Linked DNA regions of Gossypium arboreum: region 1 is linked to region 2. A link is a contact called in public Hi-C data. All regions are on one chromosome and are shown on one strand. The core of a region is the stretch at or near the end of the contact, and the rest is flanking DNA. Distances in the headings are between cores, read along the strand shown. Region 1 has its middle 39 kb from the start of LOC108479239. Region 2 holds the start of LOC108479239 (scarecrow-like protein 6).

The links. A called contact is a pair of places that touch in the nucleus more often than the background predicts.
Region 1: a contact with region 2 is called in a Hi-C map of leaf, with 2.1 times the contacts expected there. The contact joins the enhancer-like site here to the promoter of LOC108479239 in region 2. A contact is called at or near these places in 2 of 5 Hi-C or Micro-C datasets (both in leaf).

What each region holds. Positions count from the first base shown.
Region 1 is chr12:85,772,697-85,779,572 of ASM2569848v2, reverse strand. It overlaps the pseudogene LOC108477545. Among protein-coding and RNA genes, the nearest start is that of LOC108479239, 39 kb to the right of the region's middle. Within about 2 kb of position 1,987, at least 2 of the 2 cell types and tissues checked have an H3K27ac peak or open chromatin away from gene starts, as enhancers often do. A contact at or near this core is called in leaf, where this site is marked.
Region 2 is chr12:85,731,948-85,739,122 of ASM2569848v2, reverse strand. It overlaps LOC108479239 (scarecrow-like protein 6), which reads right to left and starts at 1,730. Exons shown (of 1, transcript XM_017781712.2): 1 at 1-1,730. The coding sequence starts at 1,313.

The sequences.
Region 1 (6,876 bases), core at 738-3,237, 40 kb before region 2:
ATTTAAGATGGACACTAATGTCATGTAGGCAAACAATTTGCCCTCGTTAGCTTGTTAGTGATTAAAAAAGACAAAATTGAATAGTTGGGTGATCAAAGAAGAAATTTACTAATACTTGGGTGATCATAACATTTTATATAGTTGGGTAACCCAAAAAAAAAAATACTAATAGTTGAGTGACTATTAGTATAGTTTCCCCAATTTTTTTATTATTACTCACGTTAAAGGCTCTTTTGCATTATTTTTATATGAATAATCGAACCGAAACATGTTAAAAAGAATTATCATCCGTGAAAAAAAAAAAAAAACTTGAAAGATATGTTCCTTTTTCTCTATCACTGAAGCTATGTTTAGAATTTGCAATTTAACCCCAGCCCCCCCAAAAAATTATCATTCTGAAAGATACTTTTTTAATTGCAGAAAAGGGCTCTCATTTCCAAGCTAAATGAGGAGAAAAACGCCACCCTTCTGGAAAATAACAAGCTCCAGCAAGAACTGGTAAGTTTAATCATTGGATCCTCAACTCATAACATAAAGATTTAAGAACACCAAATGCTAATATGTTAAGCTATATCAGTTGATAATATCATTCAATCATGGTCATTTTCTGCAAAGGGTCCTGTATTGTTCTGACCTCAATATGAGCTTATCCCGACCTTACATCAAAACTTAAATTTGCAGGAACTCTTGAGACGCGAAGCTAAGAGAGGTTACAGTGGTATGAAGTTTTTATACATAATTCTTGTTGGTATAGTCGGCATCATTCTGGGGTACCTCTTGAAACGAACATGACTGCGGCACCAAGGTACTACTACTACTATTCTATTCTTCGATGCCGACGCTCATGCTTGAAAAAAATGTAGAGAACTGGAGAAAGACAAATATTTTGACTGATGATTTGTAGCTTTTGTTGAATGTTACTTACTATGGATGCTAGGAAAAAAAAGGCATGTCCAATGTGTGATGCGTAAAGCAACTATTCTTCATTGTATTGATAGTTTGATAGTTTTCCAGTGGGAAATTACTGGATTGCTTAATTGTGGTCTACTTCTTTTATGAACAATTCTTGAGCTTTTGGTGAAATTATGGCTTAGGTTATAAATTGAATTATTAATTTTTTGGAGGGTAAAAATACAAAATTTCCGTATTTAAGGGCCTAAAAAGGCTTAATTGAATAAATAATTAATTGGCGGGGGGTTGAAATTGTTGTTACCCTTATTTAATCAAGGGACTAAGGCCAAAATAGTATAATAAGGTATCACCAAAAAAAAAAAAAAAAAAAGGTATAATAAGGTTATTTTTGTATTTTAGTTTTTATATAATATATATTTTATATAAAATAACACTCCTTTTGAATAATGTAGTTTTTAGGATTAAATTTGGGTTTTTTCTTAAGTATGCAACATTACTTACTACATTATTCAATATTTGTTGATTGTTGAATTGATAATATCGAGGTTTTAGAAATTATGATGGTTTACGTTCAGATCTCAACAAAGGTTATGGATTTTTTTATGGATTTTATATAGTATATAAAAAGGCAAAAATACACTAAAAATATTTATTTTGAAAATGAAAAGAAGGTTTAGTCATTTTTCAATTGATTTTGTGCTAAAAAATTTACTTTGAAGGGGTTAAATATGAATCATGATTAAAGGGTAAATTTATCATTATACTAACTTGTATTCTTAAAATAATTAAAGGGTTATGGAGTAATTTTATTATTTTTGGGACGGCAAGAACACTCCTTGTATTCTTCAAAAAAGAAAAATTTAAAGGAATTACATAGCAATTTCATCAATTTTAGAAGACCAAAGCCATCGCCTGTCTCTTTCTACGCTCTTGTGTTGGATTAACTCGTGATGTCAATTTAGTCAAACGTGTCATATACAATAAAATAATATAACAAGTCCAATTCATATATTTAATGGACCCTCAATTAGGGCCCAAAAGAATATTTAATTTTGATGGTAGCCAGCAACTATCATTCGGTCCACATTGTTGGGTTTAATTAAGGACCCATGAATTATTCCATCCCATGCTCTATAGTATTTAAATGTACTTTTATTTTATTTCATTAGATAAATTTTTATTCAATTAAAATGTTGATTTATTTTAAGACTTTTTTAACTCTAAATTATATAAAAGGTTAAGAGTTTGTTTAGATATTATTGATACGGTTTATTAACAAGGAGGTTCGATGGAAGTGAGTCGTAGCTTAATCATGAAGTGTTGAGCCGTCATTCTACGGTGGTGAGGGAAATTATGGATGTTGGAAAGGAGTGGATAGAGAAGGAAATAATGGGTATAGTTCAAGAAGTGGGACAAAACTTCTTTCGTGAACCATACACAGTTCTTCGTGGGGATCAGATAAAAAACCCCAATACGAGGAAAATACCTTCGATTGTTAAGGGTTTGGTCAATTTCCTAACGCATGACACTTTGAAAACTTGTCCCAAAAGAGTTAACCCTTTCAACAGAAATAAACTTTGGGATTGTTCACTTGAATGCTGATAATCGTGTGATTGTTTAGGGTCAAATCATATTGGAGAAGAAGAGAGGGAAGATTGGTCTCCAAAAAGGAAAAAAAAGTGTTGCTCTTATTTTGTAACACCCTACACTCGACTCGCTTTACTAGATTCGGATATGGGATGTCACAATACATACATACTTAACGGAAATTTTACAACTGGCGGGAACTATACTGGATATATTTCTTATTTCTTTATATTCCTTCTAAGTTAAAAGATTTTAAAGGAGACAATTAAATACAACAGATTCTCAAAAGCAGTTTAAGACATTACAATTTAAATCGTTATTAAGCCAGACTAAATCATGGTGTAGAGTACTAATCGCCATGTTTCCAATAGTGCCCCTCTATATGCATAATATCACTTTTTGAACTGTCATCCTGTTGCATTACTGGCTTGGTCCCTCCTGGCGCACTAGTTCAATTCCAAGAACATGCATTACAAATAAACGCCCATAAGTTCAATGGAACTTAGTGAGTCTAAACCATTATCACCTTTAAACAATGCTGTTGAATTCCTCAACTCAAGGATTTTGGACTCTCTTTCAAACCTTAGCGGATACTTTTTTTACTCTTGGCAGATAATTTTACGCCAATCTCTACACTTAACCACTTTATTCTCATTCCACCATATGCACGAATCATAAGCTTCACACCCTAATGTGGATCCTATTTCACAATCCCTTTTGAAGATAGAATTTTGATACATTTCTCGGAATGATATACATACAGATACTGCGCTTGGCGGATTCTTATACTGGTTCTGATGGCTGACCGAATTCCAATCACATTGTATCTTTAAGTCGATCCTAACAAAAAAACCTATTCTGATGAAAACAAGGTTTTAGATCATCCAATAGAATCACAAATGACTTCGATACATAATGTGAGAACTTCCAGGTTTGGCAGGCACTTACACCACCTAAAATTTCAAATATGCCAAGTTCTCTATCCTGGCGGGTTATTATGGCAGGTTTATCCGTTGAACATACTGCCAAGAATTATTTCAGAAAATGTTACAAGGGCATACACAGATCTTTCCACAAAGGCAGGCTAACATCTCACGCTTAAGCGTTATAGAATTTACCATACAGACTTTCCAAATAACTCACCATGAGGGTTTCCTAAATAACTTCGCCATTAAGGCTTTTTGAATAATACATCATAAAAGCTTTTCAGATAATTCATCACAAAGGCTTGGTTTGGCTTGTCATCAAGGCATTACACAAATTATCGTGTTTGACGATATGGATTTGCCTAAACTCAACATTGCCTAAGGTTTTCCCATCATCGCCCCTGGGACACACAGAAACCCTAGTAGACAAATACGGCTCATTCGCCATTTCTAGTGTAACAACCTGTTTTTCAGTGGTGTCGAAAACAATGGTTTCAGAACCACAAATTCAATGAGTAAGTTCGTATAATTAGTATTTAAATTATAAAATTCAATAATAATTTTTATATTTAATTTTGCTTTGAATAATTTTTAATTAATTGAATTAATGGTTAGTATAAGTGGTTGTCCGGAAGTCAAGTGGTTTTGGAAAATGAGATATCGAGATCTTATTTCTATAAACTGAGCTCGTAAATATTTTTATTAAATATTTATAGAGTCGTATTATATGTGAATTGAAGTTTGGTATGGTAATTTTAATGATTTATTGCTTAAGTAAGGTAAAAAGATTAAATAGTAAGAAAGGTAAAAGTTAATCGCTTTAGATTTGAAATAGTAAAGTGACCAAAATGATCATTAAACCATGGTCAAAAAGTCCAAGCGGTGGTGGAGGTCAATCATTCCACTAACTTTTGGGTTATTTATTCATTAAGTCCTAATTAGATTAAGGTTGAATTGAAATAAAGTTTGTTTAGTTGGAGTTTAATATAATTGAAGGACCAATTGTGTAATTGAACTTTCCTTAAATGACCCAACGAAAGGGATGATGTGGAATTCTCTAGATTGGGGTAAATTGCAATCAAATCCTAATTAATTGAGGATATTCTAATTAGTCAAAAATGGTGGTTTTAGGACCACAACTCCGATGTGTCAGTCCGTAAATATTAATTATTTAATATTTATGAGGTCATTACTGTCGTGTTAAAATTTGGTTATGAAATTTTATCGTTTAGATAGTTAATTAATTAAAAAGGACTAATCGTAAAGATCGAAAAAGATGGTTTTCCTAGTTAAAAAGGAAAATTTAAGGACTAGAATGGTAATTAAACCATCATGGTTAGTAGTGGACGATTTTAGACTTGAAAACGTTAAGATTTGAGTGTAAATTAAAAGGGTATAATTGTGATTGGGTAAAAAGTAAATTATAACTAAAATAAAAGTTAAACGAAAGTGTTATCTTCTTGAATCTTTTTCCAAAATGCTGAAACTTCATTGTTAATGGGAGCGCAAGCTTCAGCCAAGCTTGTCCTTCAATTTGGTTAGCTGATTTTAACCGGTTTCTTATAATTTGTATGTTTTTTATATCATTGCAACTAGGTCCAACTAACCCATATCTATATTTTCAAAATAGTTAAAGATTATGGATTATACCATTGATGAGTTTTGGATATTCTTGAATTTTTACGGTAGATTATTAAGCTTGGCAAAGTAATTTTTTGTAATTTTAATGTTTAAGGACTAAAATGTTAAAGTGATAAAATTGCGAGGACTTGATGTGAAATAACAATAAATATGGGCTTTAATAAGGTCCCAAATAATTCGGTTAAGCTTGAATTTGGTTGAAAATTGGTAAATTGCATGATTTGGACTTAGGGACTAAATTGCATAAAAGTGAAATATTAGGGGTAATTTTGTAAAAATGTCAAAAAGGACTTAATTGCATAAAATGATTAATTTTCTGTTGATTTAGTTGATTGAATGAAATTATTATATATAGATCAAAAAATGGATCAATCGATAGACAAATAGGGAAAAGAAAAAATTGTTTATTAGTCTTCGGGGTCGTGTTTGCTACAGAATCGATTTAGGTAAGGTCATATAATAAAGTAATTGATTTAGTTGTTGTTTTGTGAATTATTAAATATTTAAGTATGTCGTATTTAAATTTGTTTATATAGTAAATATTAAATTATGGAATTGAATCAAATTAAAATGAAACTATAATTGAGGTCATGATTGAAAATGAAGAAAGGATATAATTGAATTCATGTAACAAAGAAATTCTTAATTAATTATATGATATGTTAGTTAATATTTATGTTATGAATGAATTAAGTTGATTGATATATGGCAATTAGTAAATTGAACTAAATTGCATTATTAGCTAAATCGATATTATGTCTGATAAATAAGAACTATATGGATGTGTGCTCATAATGGTATAATGTGAGGAAATTTAATTGAAATGAACATGGTTTATGACCTATATGAACCTTGTGAATATTTAGGATAGAAATGACATGTCATTAGGGGTTATTACAGTTTCGGGTGCTGGTCGTGGATGTCCTACTGGTGGCAGAGGTCTTCCATTTGTTGTAGATTCTTCACAACTTTATGAGTAGCATCGTGTATCCTAACATCCTGGCCCACAGCTCGTATGAGCAGGCCCATTTCACAACTTGTGTGAGCATTTATAAATATGGCTCATGAGAGCAGTTACAGTTATAGGTTTGTGTGAGCATAGTTCCTGCGTATCCAACGTTATTTCATTTGGTTCATTGGGTGTTAAATGTATAAAATGAAACAAAATATATGAAACAGTTATATGGTATTAAAAAATGAATGAAGAAATTTATACGAACTATTGGAACAGAATGTGTTGTACAGTAAGATTATGTGTTATATATGTAAATGAAATGGTAAAATGAAACGTTTAGATGAAACAATTATATGAATTGGTTATACGAAATGGTTACAGGGAATGATTACATGAAATGGTTATGAGAATTGGTTATGTGAAGATATATGTATGGATTGAGACATTGGATATAGATATTTGAAATGAAATATAAGTGTTAAATGCATATATGATGGTTGGTTTATATACCAATTGTGTTTTTTATGTATAAGTTTGACATCATGATAAACTTATATGTTTTACATATGAACTCACTAACCTTGTGAGACTTGTGATGTGTATAGGTAATTAACAAACTCTTGATCATGATATTGAATTATCTTGTAAAATGTTTAAAATTTCATCCTTTATAGTAAGTCAAAGTTTAAGTTTATTACGAACTTATTAAGCTTTACGTAAGCTTACTTGTGTCTTTGCCCTTTCCTTGTAGATACGTTCTGTGGAAGTCGGGAGATCGGATCAACTCGAGAAGTTACACTATCTAGAATCTTTTTGGTAGATTCTAATTTCAACTCGGCTTATATAACATGTAAT
Region 2 (7,175 bases), core at 481-2,980:
GTGAATCCGAGTTCGAATTCATCGTAACTTGTTGGACAAGCAAACGCAGTAATTTTCATACAGGGTGCGTCGCCATTTCTTAAAACAAGTTCTTGCATCAAAGAAGCCCATTGTCCACCATATCCGATGTCGAAATCGATTATGTGAACTCGATTACACCCTTCGAAAACCTCGAGAAGCGCTTGATTACAAGTGAAATTCACGAATTGAACGGTCGGAGATATCTCAGAGAACGATTTGTAAGCACCGATCTTGAAAATCATATTGGTAGTATACAAAGTTGAAGTGTTGGTAGTGTTGAAACGGAGGAGTAATTGTAAGGCCTCCTTAAAGTAGAAAGCAGCCCTTATAAAGGGCTTACCTACAGGGGAGAGCTGGTGATTGAGCCGCGCCAATATCCCTTGCGCGAGTACCGGATCACCGGTTTCGATCAGCTCTGCGGCCTGAATTAATTGGTCTATTATTGCCTGCTGAAGCTGCTGGTTGGCCATTTCATCAGTCACTATCTTCGGCGTGGTTGGCCTTTGATGAAGCAGTTGTTGACGCCGGAGATAATGCTCCGGTCCCGAAGCCGAAAACTGAACTTTCGGCACTTGATAATTCGGTCCACTTGTGCCGGAATTGAATCTCTTCGGCGGTGGTGGTGATAAAAGATTATGTTCCTGCATTTCAGCAGCATACGAAGGGAAAAACATAAACGGGTTCTGGGTGAACTCGGCCTGGTTTTGGTCAAATACGGGATTTGAACACGAAACCATATCATTGTTCATCAAGCTAACACTACTAGTAATGGAGTCGAACCCGAAACTATGATCGGCCATACCAAAACCAGCATTAAACTCCATATTTTCCGAAGACCCACCACCGCCGCCGCTGCCACTTGGTGGTTGAAGGATCTTGTTTAACCCCAAAGAAGGGTCATCAACATCACCCATAATTAGCCTCAAAATGGATTGGTCATTCTCCCAATCCTCCAAACTTAAACCACATTTTCCCGTCCCTGTATCAAAAGACTGGCTTTTACCTTTGGAGACAGCTGCTGTTTCCGCCACGCCACTGCTGTCCGTGGAGGCACCACCGCTGCCTCCGCCGAATGAGGAAGACACTGTTGATGAAGACGTTGGTGGACTCGGGCTTCTTGTAGATGTGGGCTCAAATCCCACATAGCAACAACTTTCCTTGTTGTTTTGCCACTTTTTCTGTTGCTGGTGTTGTAATAACAGTGATGAATTGGAACAAGATGAAGTTGAAGAAGCAAAATCTAAAGCCCCCTTCCCTTGAAATTCCTCAAAGGATAGGGGCATGGCATTCATCTAAGAACAAACTCCAAAAGAAAAAAAAAGTACACTCCAAAATTTGAAGCACCCAAAATTCTAGAGGTAGAAGAAAAGGGAAGACTTGAATACGAAGAGAGAGAGAGAGAGAGAGAGGGAAATAAAAGGGGGGGGGGCAAATTAAGGTGTCGTGTTCGTTAATGGAGGTCCTACCATAAATGGCTTTTGACAAAGCAATTGAGTGCTTACTTTTTAGTTTTTGGTATAAAAAGGGGAAAAAATCAGAAATATACAAAGAAATTTGTGTGGGACGCAATGAACGCGTTGTTTTTAAGCTGACTTAAAAAAGAAATTTGCAGAAAGAAAAATGAACAAAGGAAGATGATAAATAGAAAACAATGCAGGCAAAATAATAAAGTGTTAGGAGAAGATATGGTGGCCAAGCATCTTTTAAAGTTTTCTTTTACAGACTCCAATTTTATTTGTTTTTCTATTATTTACTAAGAGAGAGTAAAAATCCGATTTTTATTTATAAAATTCCTAAATTAAAACCTTACTTGAAAGAAAGTGATGAATTAGACATTTTTAATCAACGGTGATGGCATAGGGCAAGCAGAGTCTTGAGCACTTCAAATGAAGAATTTTTGTTTTTACCCCTAGTTCAAGTATTGTTCGATAAGCTTATAAAACAATTGCCATCAGAATCAAACGTTGGATGATTAGAGGTATTGTTGAATATGTTTGGAACAGTACAATTCCCATATTGGTAAACCATTGACTAAGACCACCTTTGAAAGACAACAATATATATATTTATGGAACACCCCTAATGTTGTTTATTGCACAAGGACACCCCATGTATATCAACTTATCCCCCACCTCCAATTGCCCTTTGCTTTTTTTTGTTTGCCTTGGATGCTCACAAGGGTTTTTTTTTTTGGCTTTAGGTTCATTTGTTTTTCTACATATATATCTTTCTTTTTATAATTTCACATTAAGTTGTTATTATATATGCTCTTTATTAATACAATATTTATGATTGTCTATAATTTCTTATCAACCTTTAAATAAGAGAATAATGCACTTCAACGCACTTAAATCTGTGTCCTCTTACATAGACAATATTACTAATATTAATCAAATTAAGACTCAATTGATATTTATATTATATTTTTAATATGTTTAAGCATGCTGGTTGCTTGATTTCTATTAATTTTAGTATACCAAGTAATGGGGTCATGGCCTGCCTGTTAAAAGGCTGCAATCATTGTGTTTTATTTGTAGCTCAACCAATTGTCACTTTTCTTCCATAAATTCTCTCTCTCTCTCTCTTTTCCAAAATGTTGGAGAATTAAAACCATAAGTATTATGAAAACAAAATCATCCAACTGGATTGCGAAATTTTATATTGGTAAAAATATGTGATAAACTTAAATTTAAATTTTGTATTTTTATTTTAGAAATTTAGTTTCTTAGTTTTTATATTTAAAATTTAAGTCTAATTATTAATATTGTTAAATTTGTTAATGTGATATTTTAAAAAAATATTAATTTGGTAGTCATGTAATTAAAAACTAACATTATAATGAACCTCAATTTAATAAAATAATTTTAACAATGTTAATAGTTGGACCTGAATATTTAAATAAAAAGTAAAAGACTAAATTCCTAAAAATAAAAGTATTGGGATAAAATTTCAAATTTGTGACAAATACAATGACTTGTGACATATTTTAAACTTTTATATTTGTTTGGTAATGTAATATTATTATGTTTGCATTTCAAGCATTTCCTTGAGTTGGTATGTTACATCTCAAAAATTGGGTTAGTAGAATTTGGGTTAGTGAACCAAGAGTGGTCACGTATTGTTTTTTGAATTAACGTTGTAGGAATCGTGGTAAGTAAATTAATTTGATTCAGTGGTTAAGTATTCCAGTTGTGTGCTTGAAGTTCTGTGTTTAATTTGTTTCCTTAGAAAATTCTTTATTAATTTTGATTCCATACCTGATTTGGTTCATAAGGGTTATCTTTAATTTTTGTTAATTTGCTGGCAAGAATGAGATTACTAATTCAATAATAAGGCCTTAGCATATTTTTGCCATTCCTCACTTTAACTTCCCCATTTTCCACTTTCTCCATTTTGCTTGCACGTCTGTTTTTCTCTCTGGTTACTGGGAATTTTCTTTTTGCTTCTTCATCTCTCTCACATTTTTCTTTGCATTCTTCACATTAGTCCCTTTGATTTTTCTTTTGTCGTTCCTTTTGTCTTCTATTTTTTTACTATTCTGACTGGTGTCGTCATTTCTTCTAGATTCGTTGCTGGTCGTGCGAGATAAGAGAGTTAGTATAATCGTCGTTTTTTCTTTTCCTTTATAAAGCATTATTTGTTTAGTATGCTATTATATTTTGGTTTTTCTAAGAAGGCTGTGATAGATGGTTGAGTTCAGTTATGGAGATTTTAATCGTTTTCTTTCGTGTAATTCTGTTTAGGTGAAGGTTGTGTGACGCGTATTCCTCTAATGAGTTGAGTTCGATAATATTCTTTTCTAGGGTAAGTTTCTAACGACCAAGTTTAGGGGTTGGTTGTGAAAATTTAGTTTGCAAAGGGTCGAGTACCCTATTGCTATTGGTCGAATGCTAGGGAACCTAGGGCCAAATCTTTTTAAGTGATCATTAATTGTTTAATTGTGGATGTCATATGGGCAAATTATGGTATGTTGTTGTTCTGTCGACATCCCGAAAGTATTCAGGTGCATGGTGCTAACTCGAAATTTCGTAAAACAGTGAAAAATTGAAATTGTCGATGCTACACGATCGTGTTTCTGGTCGTATGGCAAGTTGTGTAAACCAAATGGGCGTGTACTCAGTTGTGTGGGCCACACGGGCGTGTGGGCCCATTTTGAATAAGTTTAATTAGAACCGAGTTTTGGCTTGCGTACTTGAGGTCAACGATTACATAGATTCTGACAAATGATATTTATGATAGATCGATCAATGTAATCTTTTGTTCTGTTATATGTGTATATTTTCTGAATAAATTGTATATATATGTGATCTATAAATTTGATAGTATCAGTAGCATGTTTTCGGTTTGGAAACCTTATAAATGAGCATGTTCTGAATGTATCAGTATATGTGTAATGACGTTGCATGTGACATTATGGCGAAATTGATTTGTGATTATGAATTTGATTCTTCTATTTTATAAAGTATGGAGTTTTATGTCAACTCGCTTACTGTTCTAATTCTGTATTTGCGTGCCATGTCACATTGTATGGGGTGCGAATGATATAGTAAGGAGGGAGTTCTGGCAGTTTAATGACTTGCACTATCTAGTGGTTTAACCACATATATTTGTTCTGGCAGTTTATCTACGACTTTGGTGGCATTGGCCACAACTACGACTTTGGTGGCATTGGCCACAATTATTTGTTGGTGTGCTTTGGATGGACGAGTATTGGGGAACTCTATTTGGTGTATAATGGAGTTGGGTAGGAAAATTTTGAAAAATCTGCATTATATTTTTTCTGAAAAATACTGCATTGAGATAATTATGCATTCTCAGTTTTGCTCAATCGATCATTATAAAATTCTCTGTGATATTTTGATATGGTTATTACATTATCTGTACTTATGCTTGAGTTAAGTCACACACTGAGCTTCATAGCTCACTCATTTACTTTATCTCCTCAAGTAATCCGCAGAATTAGAGATTGACAATGTCTCGGTAGCTTGGATTGGATTTTCCTCGTATAAAATGGCTTAATTTAATTATTAATTAAATTTTCTAGACTTTTGAAACTTTGAACTAATTCTGGGACTTTATTTTCAGTTTTGAGTTTTCTGTTGGATATTAGTTAAATGGTTTAAATAATTCGTCTAATTTCTGTTAATCAAAATTAAATGTTTTTTTATTTTTAAAATAAAATAAGTTGTGGATTTTTCCGCTGCAAACCAAAATAAGCTATTGAGATTTCAAAAAGATAAAATAAATAAAATTAATATGCATGCTTAAATTGGTTGTTATTGGTGATTTTTTTTTTTAAAAAAAAAACACTTACTTGGCAACAACTAAGTCTTTTAGGAATGAACTAAAACGTGTTTTCTGTAAAATTATCAACACAATAATATACAATGTTTTGGAAAGCAAATAATTTGTTGTTTTTAAGTAGTTATTGTAACCTTCAAAATCCGACCATAACATCTAAGTCGAGTTTGAAGTGTTACATGGTAATTTCATAATCTCAATAATATATAGATTCTAAAATATATGATATAATCCTTATATAATTTTACATTCTAGACGAAATTTGAAATTTTATACAATTTTGATGATTATTTTCATTATTTTAATAAATTTCATATTTTTATGTTTCTTTGCAAAAATAAAGTGTAATTCTGTTCAAATTTTATTATTTTTATTAGAGTACATTGCAAGTTTTAATATAAATTTGTATATATTTGATTTTTGTGAAAATTTTGGTTTAACTTCCGTTTTCATAATAAAAGCTACCAAATTCTCTAATTAACAGTTCATATAAATAAATTATTGTAATTGGGTTCACTTGTTGAAATAAATAAACTAAAGTTGAATAATTGAATTCAGATATTAAAATCAAGATAATTAAATTTCATAAGTTATAGTAATTCTATAAAATCAATTGTGACTAAAAATATGAAAATAATTAAACTCTTTTTATAAAAAAAAAAAAACAACAACTACATCTTTCATTCCGTTAATCATACATCGAATTATACCTCTTACCCACCCCCACCCCGGGTAAAATGGGAGGATTGTAGTTTTACCTTCTAAAATGTATAAAATTATATGTTAATAGATAGTAAAATTGTACTTTAACCCTTCTAAAAATGATAAAATTTTAATTTAATCTTTTAAAATTATAAATATATTAAGTAATACAATGATGAAATTATATTTTAGTTCTTATAAAATATATAATTTAATTTTGGCCCCTCCAAATTTTTTTTTCTTCACCATTAACAAGCAGAGTAATGTAACATACTCAATAATGTACTAAGTCATCTTCCATTCCAATAATACTATAACCGAAAATAGTATTACATTCCTTAAACCCAAAGTTACCCTTAGTGTTATTAAATTTTGGTTTCATAACTTGTGGGGGTCCTTCATTAAATACTAATTAATCATGTTAATTAATTGATCATAAACTAGAACTAACAATAAAGGTTAATTAATGTGGTACACATGATACACACATCAAGAGATTGCTTCATTGCTAAGAGAACATCAAGAAGCATCCCTAAAGGTGGCTGCCCTCTTCTTTACAGCTTATCCTATACCATATACGTTATAGTAATGTGCATGTTTCTAGCATGACAACGTAAAATACCCAAGAATTAATTTAATCAAATTATCACTTAGAATCATAAAAGTACATATATATATATATATATATATATATTTAGTTGATGATGATATATATGAGAATCATGATTAAGTTTTTTTTTTTAATTATATAAGGGATAGCATAGTATAGTATAATTCTTGTGATTAACTTTCATAAACTTTGTTTTAGCCTAATCTAAACAAGATTGTTAGCAATTTCCGATGCATGATAATCAATAATTAGCTTAGGTCATCTCAAAAAGTGTTATTGAAATTGGGTGTGTGTGTGTTTTCTTTTGAACCTTTTTTATATTCTTTACCCATGCAAATGGACCCAAGCTGGATTTCTATGGCTATACCATATATAAAAAAAAGTATAATTTTGCCGTCAATCCCTGTATTTTTTAGAATTGTGAAATTTAGTCTCTCTATTTTTAATTCAAAAGAATTTGATTTTTCTTATTTGCCTGATTAGAAAATTAGGGTTTAATTGATAACATTGTTAATGAACTTTTGTTAAAATTGAATATATG